Linked DNA regions of Danio rerio: regions 2 and 3 are each linked to region 1. A link is a contact called in public HiChIP or PLAC-seq and Micro-C data. All regions are on one chromosome and are shown on one strand. Each heading gives the region's core, a stretch centred on a gene start, on an enhancer-like site or on the middle of the called end of the contact. The rest is flanking DNA. Distances are from core to core; before and after follow the strand shown.

The links. A called contact is a pair of places that touch in the nucleus more often than the background predicts. HiChIP or PLAC-seq counts read pairs in DNA pulled down with a chosen protein or histone mark.
Region 2: a contact with region 1 is called in a Micro-C map of caudal fin, with 6 times the contacts expected there. The contact joins the promoter of LOC137495537 here to the promoter of slc25a11 in region 1. A contact is called at or near these places in 2 of 18 Hi-C or Micro-C datasets (caudal fin and an unstated tissue).
Region 3: an H3K4me3 HiChIP or PLAC-seq map of gastrula embryo shows a contact between it and region 1, with 3 times the contacts expected there. The contact joins the promoter of gsx1 here to the promoter of slc25a11 in region 1. A contact is called at or near these places in 2 of 4 datasets of contacts at active chromatin or transcription factors (embryo and gastrula embryo).

The regions. Positions count from the first base shown.
Region 1 is chr5:74,111,878-74,116,282 of GRCz12tu, reverse strand. slc25a11 (solute carrier family 25 member 11) reads left to right here and starts at 2,566. Exons shown (of 8, transcript NM_001002099.1): 1 at 2,566-2,761. The coding sequence starts at 2,685.
Region 2 is chr5:74,275,052-74,279,022 of GRCz12tu, reverse strand. It overlaps LOC137495537, which reads right to left and starts at 2,049. Exons shown (of 7, transcript XM_073951659.1): 1 at 1,982-2,049; 2 at 1,765-1,840; 3 at 1,563-1,652; 4 at 1,391-1,457; 5 at 45-205. The coding sequence starts at 1,835. It overlaps kif1ca (kinesin family member 1C, a), which reads left to right and starts at 2,354. Exons shown (of 26, transcript XR_012406519.1): 1 at 2,354-2,442; 2 at 2,568-2,625.
Region 3 is chr5:73,931,139-73,935,421 of GRCz12tu, reverse strand. gsx1 (GS homeobox 1) reads left to right here and starts at 1,755. Exons shown (of 2, transcript NM_001012251.1): 1 at 1,755-2,207; 2 at 2,297-3,211. The coding sequence starts at 1,829. The coding sequence ends at 2,649. It also overlaps a transcript of mtif3 not described here.

The DNA of each region.
Region 1 (4,405 bases), core at 1,317-3,816:
GCAGCTGGAAGAACATCCGCAGAGCAAAACACATATGCTGGATGAGTTGGCGGTTCATTCCACTGTGGCGACCTCAGATTAATAAAGGGACTAGGCTTAGCCAAAAAGAAAATGAATGAATGTTGTGTTTTTGAACCATACTACTCTATATAGGCTATTTACAACTCTGTCAATGAATGTTTCAGAAAATGTTAGCGATAAACTAAAAATACTGTATCATAGTTTAGGTTTTACTACTGTGTGGTGTTACGGTATAGTTTGCAGTTGTATAAACCTTTAGCACAGTATTGGTAATTTGTTATTTGTTTGTACATTTGTAGACCTACTACCCCTGCTGAAAAATCCAGCTTTAACAAGCCTAGGCTAGTTGGCTGGTTTTAGCTGGTCGACCAGCCTGGTTTTAGAGGGGTTTTGGCCATTTCCATGCTGGTTTCCAGCCATTTCCAGCCTGGTCTTAGCTGGTCACGCTGGAAAATGACCAGCTAAACCAGCTTGACCAGCCTGGTTTAAGCTGGACATAGCTGGTTTTGGCTGGGCTCTCCGCCTGGGCTGGTCAAGCTGGTTTTAGCTGGTCACCTCCCAACCTGACCAGCTAAGACCAGGCTGGAAATGGCTGGAAACCAGCCTGGAAATGGCCAAAACCCCTCTTAAACCAGCCTGGTCAACCAGCTAAAACCAGCCAACCAGCCTAGGCTGGTTTAAGCTGGATTTTTCAGTAGGGGTACCACACCAAATAAACTATAGAACTTTAAATTATACGTTATTAAATGATATTAAAGCCTTTCTAAATAACCTCATTACATGTGTTTCATGTAGGCCTACATTACAGTACATTAAGTTTTTAGTGATTATTATACAGATCCGTCCATCCCAAACAGTGTTTTTTTTGCCTGTATTTGTTTATTATTTATGTATTTTAGTGAACTAGCTGGGATATTGAACACAAATCATTATATTTGAATGGTAAAAAAAATCCTTAGAATCCTTAAAATAGTCCTTAAAAAGTGTGAAACTTCAAGTCTTTATAACGATCCATAATATTTGGCGCTCATGAAAGTTTTCAGAAGCCATGTTGTTTTCAACGGATTTGCATGTACGAGACGAGTTGTCTCATTCAAATTGTTTTAGTGGTAAAAACAATTGCAGTAATGTTGTTTCAATTATCTACGCAATTTCGTTTAATTTCGTTCAAACGCTGATCTTATTCAATAGTGACACCAATGGTCCACAGTCGCTGTATCGATGACTGCCCCAAGATGGCGCTAGAGTTTACAGCTCAGAAGCTGAACATTCCTCCACTGAGGTTTTGTGTTAGGAGACATTTTAGGCTACATAACATAATCGTGTAAATCCCATGGACTGTATGGTAAATCCATTAATCTTAAAGGCTGGCGCCTGACACAAAATGGAACTCAGCCCACGTCTGCTGTGAAATATAAGATAAACATCAATCACAAATGTTGATCAAATGTTGATTTTATACATTGTATTTGGAACTTTACATATATCAAAGGCTATTGGGTACAGATTTGTAGGAGATTAAGTCCTATATTTAATACAAGATGCGACTTCGATTCTCTTAATTTTTTGTTAGGTCTTACTGATAATAATTTGAAATTCCTTTCGAACCTGGTTAATGGACATGGCCTCCGTTATCCACTTGGAAAGGCTCAGATTTATCAGGTCCAATTCAAATGGAAAATTATTTGCTACCTGGGAACCCTTTCTCGGATGACCTGAAACGTGCTCAATCTAAATTTAGCACCCCTCATGAAAACTGACAGGCTCACTAGCTTATAGGACTTTTTGATGTCTACATACTGTGCAACACTACATTTTGTATATCCAACAGCTGAACCCACATGCATGGCAATTTATATTATATTCACCTGCAAAGTGTGTATATTCTGTTGTACTTTTAAAAGCTTAAAATAAAAGTGTTTTAAAAATGAAATAAAAAGTTACAGAGGATATATGTAAATATAAATTACAAGAAATTTGCATAAGAAAATGATTCTAAAATCACATAAGTCCTTATAACGTTTTATTTTTAATAAGATATTTAATATAATGCTTAAGATCAATTTTAAACAAATAAATGTTGTCAGGTTTATCATTGGAACATTTTTGTTTGTGTACATGGTACTCCCCCATATATAATCATTAAATTAATAATCAAACTTTGCTTTAAAGTTTTATTATTATTATTGTATGTCAAAAATAACTTGTAGTTTAAATATAAGAGCCAAAAAGAGCCATTTATGAACAAATAATGTTATGATATCTGTTCCAACATTAACTTGTGATTTAATTGCCTCTTGGTACAGTTATTAACTTGTTTGATAACAAGCAGGAAATGTTCATGGGCCAATGACATCACCACATTAAAACTTAATTACTCTAATTCACAAAAGGTGCAGGCAGAATCCATCTCTAAAAAATTGCAACAACTTGTTTGACTCGATAAATGCATCTCTGTCTCTTTAAAAGATGTCACACGAAGGTGACACGTCACGTACGTGCTCGACCCCGCGAGTGTAAACTCGTATCTCGATTGGTCCAAGCGGCCACCGCTTGACGTGCGCAATCCAGGCGAGTCACCTTGCTGTCGACAACAGCGGCTGTAGATCAGCAGAGCGGCAGGATTGAAGGTGTCCTCCAGAAACCCGGACAGCACCGCAGCTATGGCAGCCGCAGCGGACACAGCCAAGCCCAAAACATCGCCCAAATCCATAAAGTTCCTCTTCGGCGGCTTGGCTGGGTACGTGTGTATGTTTGTACGTGCCCGTTCGTGCTGCGGCGCGCTCCGTTTCCATAGGACTTCATTGAATGAGCTGCGGATGGGAGGTTATCGATCAGGGTTACAGTTATTAAATTCACGAGCTGTTGAACATAGAATCAGCACGAGGAGATTATATGATGTGTTATGAATTTTCTAAGCAGTTTTTTGTTAATGTAGTAGTTGTGTTGGGAATAATTTTGCAGGCCCAGAGAAAGCCTGGTGGTAACCCCGTGTCAAACTTCACTTTAAATGTCACGACGAGGCATTTGCTCCACATTTGCACCCTACATGTGACTAAAAACAATCATTTCAAATACCTGTATATGTAGATTTCTAAGTGTGCTTATGTGCAGATATTAGAGCTTTATTATGAAATCTAAAAAGGAGAAATAAAGCAAGGTATTTATAAATAATGTTAACAATTCGTATGGAAATTGATCTTTTGTACATGTGATTCTGTTCTTCATAAATTGGGGTAAAGTTAATTATATATTTGCACATTCAGACTTTCTCCTTAATAATATAGTTTTAAAGAAGTAGCCTATTCTTTGCAAATTCCAAATAGTGAAATCATATTAGCAGCCTATGACTAGCAAACCACAACATTGCTTACAATCAGTTAAACATGAGATTTCAGACCGAATATTCAAAATAGCATGGTCAACAATATAGAGACTGCATCACAAGTTATCACTGAGTGAATGTGAGACTATAAAACCAACTTTACCTGAGTTCTTTAGAAGTGGTGTCATTTACACCAAGAGTTATTTTGGCACTAATTAAGTTACGAACATTTGACGGGATCAGTGAGAAAACGCTTTGTTTACACGTGCACAGGATTTGTTTCGATGACAGAAGCTTCCGCAATGATAGTGACAGGACAAAAACACAAATAATAAGGAATTTAGGAAGAACACAGTAAAGTAAATAGAGAATGAAAAATATGATTGTAACAATTTATATACAGCTCTATATTACTGTAGATGATATGACTGCATGATATTGGAAACATTTGACATTGCGATGTTTTGTTTTGCTGCTTAATTAATTTCAAGGTTATTTGGAAAATAACTATCAACAGATGCACAGGTAATTGAAATTGCTGACGGACTTTTATGATGTTTTCGTTGTTGATTTTTCTGAAAGATTCCGTGGTCATTTTGGGAAAAACATTGTAGCACTCGTGGCAGTGCAATATGGCAGTATATCAGCGCTGATGGGAGGTGTGCGTTAGATTCTCACCAGTGATGATATACAGCCATATCCCACTGCTACGAGCGTGATATTACGTTTATACAACAGTTCGACAGCATAAATGTGTATATAAAAAAGAAGATCAAACACGGAGAGTGTCAAAAACCCTTTTGTAAGAGGAACTACTTTCTTCCACCAGTCATTTACAACATCAGAAACCATTGCTACTTCACAAATGTCACTTTAGAGCTAGTATTTGAATGATTCTTTAGCGTAATGTCTAAAAATCATGACTAAACAGGTGATTTTGCTCACATTTTAAGATTATAAGGCTGAACGACATGAAATGCCATCCGTCTACAGAGATTTCCCAGTATTTCTCTGTTGCAATCGGGAGATCACAATAATTAACCCCGTAAAAGCCAAAGC
Region 2 (3,971 bases), core at 800-3,299, 160 kb before region 1:
TCCCTTTAAAGGCCTCTTTCTCTCACAATCCTCCTTCCTCTCACTGGTTTATATGGCGCTGTCTCATCCGGAGTTCTCCTATGTGTTGGAGAACGTTTGCAGCATGTCCGTGTCCTCTTTGACTTCTTTTTCTAACCATCAGCTTTGAAGGATGTGGCAGCTTCTCATGCGTCAGGCCTATGTTCACTCCATAGCGTCTGCTCATCTGAAACAATGAGTTTACAGCAGATGAACTAGTAATATACAGCTGAAGTCAAGATTATTCGCCCTCCTGTGAATTGTGTTTTACTTTTCAAATATTTTACAAATGATGTTTAACAGAGCAAGGAATTTTCCTAGCATACTAGTATCTTGAAAAACATCTAGTCAAATATTATGTGCTGTCATCATCGCGAAGATAAAATAAATCAGTTATTAGAAATGAGTTATTCAAAACTATTATGTTTAGAAATGTGTTGAAAAAAATATTTCCTCTGTTAGGATTTTTGGGAAAACAATAAACAGAGGGTCTAATTATTCAGACTTATATACATATATGGTAACTTTAGAGTTGTGCAAGTAAAACAGAAGTCATTTTTAGAGTAGCAAATATTTGGATCATCACCTTTTTACTTAGTTGTCCTAAAACAATTCAAAATCCACTTCTTTTGACTACTATATATATATATATATATATATATATATATATATATATATATATATATATATATATATATATATAATTGTATATATTCCTATTGTATTATATATATATATATATATATATATATATATATATATATATATATATATATATATATATATATATATATATATATATATATATACATACAATAAGGTTAGGGATATATATATATATCATTGTATATACTCCTATTGTATTATATATATATATATATATATATATATATATATATATATATATATATATATATATTTATATACATATATATACATATATACATATATATACATATATACATATATATATATATATATATATATATATATATATATATATATATATATATATATATATATATATATATACATATATATATATATATATATGTATATATATATATATATATTTATATATATATGTATATATATACATATATATATATATATATATATATATATATATATATATATATATATATATATATATGTATATATATGTATATATATACATATATATATATATATATATATATATATATATATATATATATATATATATATATATATATATATATATAGTAGTCAAAAGAAGTGGATTGTGAATTGTATATATATAATACAATAGGGGAATAAATGTGGTAATATAGGTTTTCACTATGATTTCACTATGGGTCTTGAGGTACATTTGATATGTCTAACTACTCACCGTCCCATCTTCTGAACTAGAGAACAGGTCAGGAGCAAGAAAGAGTTCAGGTCTGAATGACTCCTCACTGCCGACAGACAGACAGACAGACAGACAGACAGACAGACAGACAGACAGAGTCAGCACTATGAGCAAACTTTTGAACACTGCAACAGGGTCATCAAATTAATACCAGTGCAGGGGCATTTCTGTCCTCCAGAAAGTCTGAGATTGTTCAGATAAAAAGCTCTCATCACTGTGACGATTCACTTCCCTAGATCTCCTGCAGATGGCACAACAACACAACAATCTCCATAAATAACCGTAGACCACAGAGAAAAGTATTAATATGGAAAACATTTCGTTTTATTTACATATCTGACAGAAACTCTTACTTCGCAAAAGGCGGAAATAGGTCAAAGTCCTCCGTTTCAGTTTCTGGTGACAGATATGTCGTGGACCACATTTTCTCTAAAAACCTTTTAAATATTAGTTATATTCGGGTAAATATTTAAATAAACGTTTATATTCTTAGAATAAAACACTTTAGCATACATATTAACAATAAACTGTAAATATATTGACAGAAAAAAACGTTAAAATACCACTTACAGCCTAGTGTTCGAGTGTAATCTTCATGTATTTATGTTTGGGACATTTTCGCGCCCCTTGCCTGTCATGCGCACGAGAGAGGGTAGTGATTATTAATGTCACTTGATTATTAACGTTAATAATATTATTTAAAATACATTATAAACTTTAATACTTTGACATTAAGTACTTTGACACTCTGAAATTAAGTAAAAACGCAGACATTATATCAGTTCATCCAGTGGCACTGTTATACAAATTACGTCATAAATTAAATTGGCATTTAATACAAAATATACATTTATTACAATAAAAATATGTATTTATTTATTTCCATTAGAAAGGTGTAGCATATGAACGGGACTTTTAACTGCTCTCTAGTCTGCTCACGTCATGCTCTGTCTGATCTTTGGGAAGGGTGACGGTGTTGGGCTCCAAACTTTCACACACCGGCGATTGTTTAATTCATCCGTCTTCATTCAGTAAGATCTGTCACTGCCATAAATACTATACAGAAGTCTTCTTATCATTCACAATAGTGTAAATTTATCCGAAGAGTTCGCGTCTCCTCATTTTGAAAGTTGTTTTTTCTCTCTCTCGTTTGAAGTGCGGAGATTTGGGAGAGCCACAAGTTAAATGGACGCACGAGGATCGCATTTGTGTATGTGAGTGTAATTAAAACATAATGGTGAAGGGCAGAAAAACGGATAATTAACTTCTCCTGACACTGCTGTTGGATTGGGTTTTGTACATAACGAATTCCAGTCAACGGAAAAACTTCGACCCAAGTTTTCCTGCTGTTGGTCGTCGTGTGATCCAGCAGGTGGAGAAACACAAGCCGCTGTTTCATCATTGAAAACAACACTGGAATATCTTCTTAAATAAACCAGTTTTCCTTTGGAAATCTTCCTGGATTTAATTTCGACGACTTGGTGGCTCAAAAAAGCAACTGTCCAAAGCTAGTAAGTGTTAAAACACAACTTCAACCATAACGTTACACAAATACATAATAACTATTGAGGTAAAGCTGGATTTATATTCACATATTCGAACTTTCTCCTTAAAATTATTACAGAAAAGTAAAATTTTAAATAGTAAAATTATATTAGCAGCCTACAACATTGTCCATAATCAAATATATAAGTTAGTGCAAGTGTTGTTTTGAAGACATCCTTGTAATTTCAGACCGAATATTCAAAGTACCATAGTAAACAATACAGAAAGTATGTCTTAAGTTGTCACTTAATGAATGTGCGACTATAAAATCAACTTTACCTCAATAACATAACGTTACACAAACTATAATGTTACACACAAACATAAACAAACAGTGATGTTTGATTGCATAGGGGCATCACGTTAAATGTCAAAACATCTTAAAGGAAAAACTTACTGAGGTAAAGTTTGTTTTATATTTACACATTCTGACTTTCTCCTTAATGATACATACATACAGTGAGCATGTCACTAAATGAATGTGCCACAATAAAACCAACTTTACCTCAAAACCATGACGTTACACAAACTATAACCTTACATGTAAACATATAACATCACGGTAAACAAACCATAATGTTACACACAAACATAAACAAACATGTAGGCATGTTTTGTTGCATGTATACGAGCTCGAAAAAGCAACTGGCCAAAGCTAGTAAGTGTTAAAACTCAACTTTAACCATAACGTTACATATAAACATAACTATTGAGGTAAAGTTGGTTTTATATTCACATATTTGAACTTTATTCTTAATATTATTACAGAAAAGTAAAATTTTAAATAGTAAAATCACATTAGCAGCCTACATCATTGTCCACAACCAAATATATAGGTTCGTGCAAGTGTTGTTTTGAAGACATCCTCAGACCGAATATTCAAAGTACCATAGTAAACAATACAGAAAGTATGTCTCAAGTTGTCACTTAATGAATGTGTGACTATAAAATCAACTTAACCTCAATACCATAACGTTACACAAACTATAATGTTACACACAAACATAAACAGTGA
Region 3 (4,283 bases), core at 506-3,005, 180 kb after region 1:
GCTACAGTATTTATTTATTTAGTTTATAAATTTACCATAGAAAGCATGTTGTAGCATTCATTAACAAAGAGCTGGACATACTACAATATATACCGTATAGTACACGTTACTACAGTGTGGTTCAACAGTATAAATTACTATACATTGTTTTCACGTGGGATTATTATTTGCAACTTATAAAGTATATCCCAAAGAGGACGTTAAATCCACATTTCGCTGTTTACTCACGCATTAGAATCCCCTTTTCCTTTGAACATCTTGTTTAGCAAACCTAAAGTGAAAGAAAATGTTTTCCTATTACTTAATTCAATCAGGGCGCGGCGGGCAGGGGCTTTCACTCGCCGTGCATTCGGGCCCTCACTGACAGAGTCGGCTTTGTGCCACTTTGTCCGCCGCTGTCACACACTTTAATTCGAGCCTTTCTCTGTCGCATTGAAAACTCTCCACAATGACATTCAATAAGGGCTGGGAGAGTGAAAACCTGGTTATTTTTATATATTCCTTCCCGGACTCTGCGGGGGCCCGCGCGCAGGAATTAATCACTGTTTTTTAACCTCATCGCTTTGAGGTTGTGACGCGACGCGTCCTTTTTTTAAGTTTGGCAGTGATACATTTGCCTCATAATAGACACACAAACTTGTAACATATATGTTTTTAAAGTGTTATCATAAAAATGGAATTAAACATAGTTGGAAATTATGAATCTGTGCATGTAAATATAAGAGCAAAATTAAAATGACGTACAGTACTCAGCATTTGAAGTGGATGAAAACCTTTCATCAAAGTTGTCCTGAAACGATTGAACACATTCACTGTAAAAAGATGTTGCTGCCTTAAATTTTCGAGTCATCTCAACTTACATCAATCAAACTGACTGAAACTATTAGGTTATAACTTAAAAATGTAGATGAACCTGATAGACTGTTAAAATAAGTTAAAGCAACATGCAAATATCTGTTGTCTTAACTTTTTTGTCATATCCTTTTTATTATAGTGTAAAACGATTTTAAAATACGTTTGCCACTTCAGATGTTGACTAGCTATGGATAATGTCTCCTTAAGGAAAAAATAAATCATAAATTAAATTTTGAAAAAAATCGTCCTAAATGAAGACAGATCGGTATCCGAATTAAAATGTTTAGTTCGGAAAGAAAGATCTCAGCAGATGTTCCATGCGCAACTAAACGGCACGTCAGTGGCGTACACAAACAGACTGCAAATAATGCAGTCATTATTATATTTTCAATACTCCCGAAACACGCTCTCTGAAAACAAGTCCTGTAATTGTTATAATAGTTAATGATGGGCTGAGTCGCAGGTGGAACCGGGCCGATGAGCCTGCTGACGTACGGCGTATGCACCGAATGTCTAATGAGTTCACGCGGAACAAACGACGGCCCTCTTTGAATGAAATTAATTAAAAGAGCAATAGTGTCCATGTGATCGCGTGAGAAAGAAAATAAAGTTTAAAACGACACTAAAGAGTAATGGTATAAAAGGAGGGGAAATTTTAAAAGGGAGAAGGGGCAGTACCGCCTCTTGCAGTGTGGGTGGGGCTGACAAGAATAGACTACATTATGCAGTTCATTTAGTTAACAAGTGAAATAATAGGGAAGCGTGCAGAGTGAATGCCGAGAGAAAAGGCACAAAACCCTATTGAGAGCTCTCAGCCGCTAGTAGCGTAACCGTCACATGGGCGCACTGGCTCTCCAACTATTTAAGCAGGGACACTTTCTCCTCAGCACCATTCTGCCATCCAGCATTTGGTACACGAGCGAGACTGAAACTTTCTAACAGACATCAGGTGAAGACACACGGCGCTGTCAAGATGCCAAGATCCTTTCTTGTGGATTCCTTGATTTTGAGGGAGAACAGCGAAAAGGGCACAGAGAACAGCCCTCCGTTATTTCCGTACGCGGTGCATCCTTCTCATCCTCTCCACAGCCTCTCCGCCGGCTCCTGCCACTCTCGAAAAGCGGGTCTGCTGTGCTTTTGCCCGCTGTGCGTCACTTCTCAGCTTCACCCATCTCCCCCAGCGCTGCCCCTCATCAAGGCTTCATTTCCAGCGTTCGGCACCCAGTATTGCCACTCCGCGCTCTCCAGACAGCACTCCACATCCAGCGGCGTAAACCTCAACAGCGGCTCTGGCTTATATCAAGCCGCTTATCCGGTTCCAGATCCACGACAGTTCCACTGCATATCCATAGGTAAGTGTGTCATTTGTGCATTGAAAAAGTTTTGCAATTAAACTTTTTATGTATATCAGCAACTTAACTTTTTGTTTATTGTTCAACAGAAAATAGCAGCAGTCAACTTCAGAGCAGCAAACGCATGCGCACTGCGTTCACCAGCACGCAACTCTTGGAGTTGGAAAGGGAGTTCACCTCCAACATGTACCTGTCGAGACTTCGGCGCATAGAGATCGCAACTTACCTCAATCTATCCGAGAAGCAAGTCAAGATTTGGTTCCAGAACCGCCGCGTAAAGCACAAAAAAGAAGGCAAAAGCGGCTCCCACAGAACGGGCGCGCACAACTGCAAGTGCTCATCCTCCCTGTCCTCCGCCCGGTGCTCCGAGGAAGAGGATGACCTCCCAATGTCTCCCCCGTCATCAGAGAAAGAGGACGCAGACCTGTCCGTCAGCCCGTGAACATGACCATCACCTCAAAAGACTCTGTACGCCACACCTGTGGAATCTTGAATGCAGCCAAAAAGCGACGGCATCTGCGCGCGCCGTCACCTGTACATAGCGAGAAAGGAAGAAACAAAACTTTATATATGTTCGGGGTCTGCGTATCCCTTTTAATGTTGTACATTTGTATACATGTTCAATGTTTGTAGTTTTTTTTCTGAAAACAACTTGCTGATAAGCCCATAGTTCTGCATCCAAATATGATTCCTGTCACCAAAAGGTTTTTAAAAATCTGAGCGGTCCAAAACGAACAAAAATATTATATTATTTACCTACTTTTTAATTTCTATTTGTATTTTTTTATATATGCATATCCAGAACTGTTTGGTTTTGTTTTGTTTGTATGGTGAGTACAGGGTAGCTTTAAGCACATTTTGGTGACAGAATGGAGATATGGGATGTATCCGATGTATACGTCACTTCGATGACAGAATTTGTTATTGTACTTTTATTGTAATGAGAATATTTATTTATTTAAAAAACATTAATGCTGAAAATAAAGAATATTTCTTAGTGACAATACGATGTCTCACGTCAGATGATTTTGCAGACATGTTATGCAGCAAATCGCTAAAGCTGGGTGAACAACTTTTAATGAATTTACAAAATAAAAGCCACATTATCTTTTTAATTATTCCATACTAATAAGACTGAGAACACTAAGGATATAAGAAAAGCACTGTATTTTGCACATTTACCATATTATCCTTCTGTTTAAATTCTTATCTAAAGTCAGAAAAGACGCAAAGGATGCGCGTTTGGAGTGGATGGTATGCTTCTGTGCGTATTTGTGCAATATTAAACACACACACACACACACTTGTTTCTCCCACCTAAAAACTAAATAGGCATAGGTTAAATAAAAATAGAAAAATTAATAATGTTCCAACATATAAGTGACTGCATCTAAATCTTTATAAACGCGTAAAGCACTTGGAGTTAAAATAATCCGTAAAATGTGCCCAATGAAAATTCCAATTTTAAATTGAATGTATTTTAAATACAACAAGCACAATCCGCATTTAAAATCTTAGACAAAAAGAAGTCAGCTTCGAGGCGTAATTTAAAGCTCACCAAGATGACCAGCGCGTGTTGAGCGCGCGCCAGCTAATTTTAAAACACATTTATAAGGTGTTTAGAGAGATGAAACAGGAGTGCTGCGCCCGTCTGTAACAGATAGGATGTCTGCGGCATTTGAGATAACGACTGCGATACAACTTTTATATAAATTCTCTCCAGTCGTGAGAGTTTTGGTGCGCTGTTTACGCTTATCTAAACCACTAGATCTCCGTTCTCCCGCATTTACAACTCAAGTGCTTCGGGATCGATCTCCGTCAAGAAGTCCAAAGAGACGCGTATTCATCGCGTTCCCCGTGGCATTCCCTGGGGACGCAGCTGAAAGCGCCTGGTGTCCCCCAGGCGCGGGGCCTCTCCGTTAAACACTGAGCCCTTTAGCGCACGGTTCTTAGCAGTCTCGTGAGAGCGGGTTAATAAAACCCCAAGTAGTGTATTAATACACAGACAATAATGCGCAAATGAATAAAATATGCGAGTCAACGAGACAGATTAATCGATGTTTGTATTTAAATTTA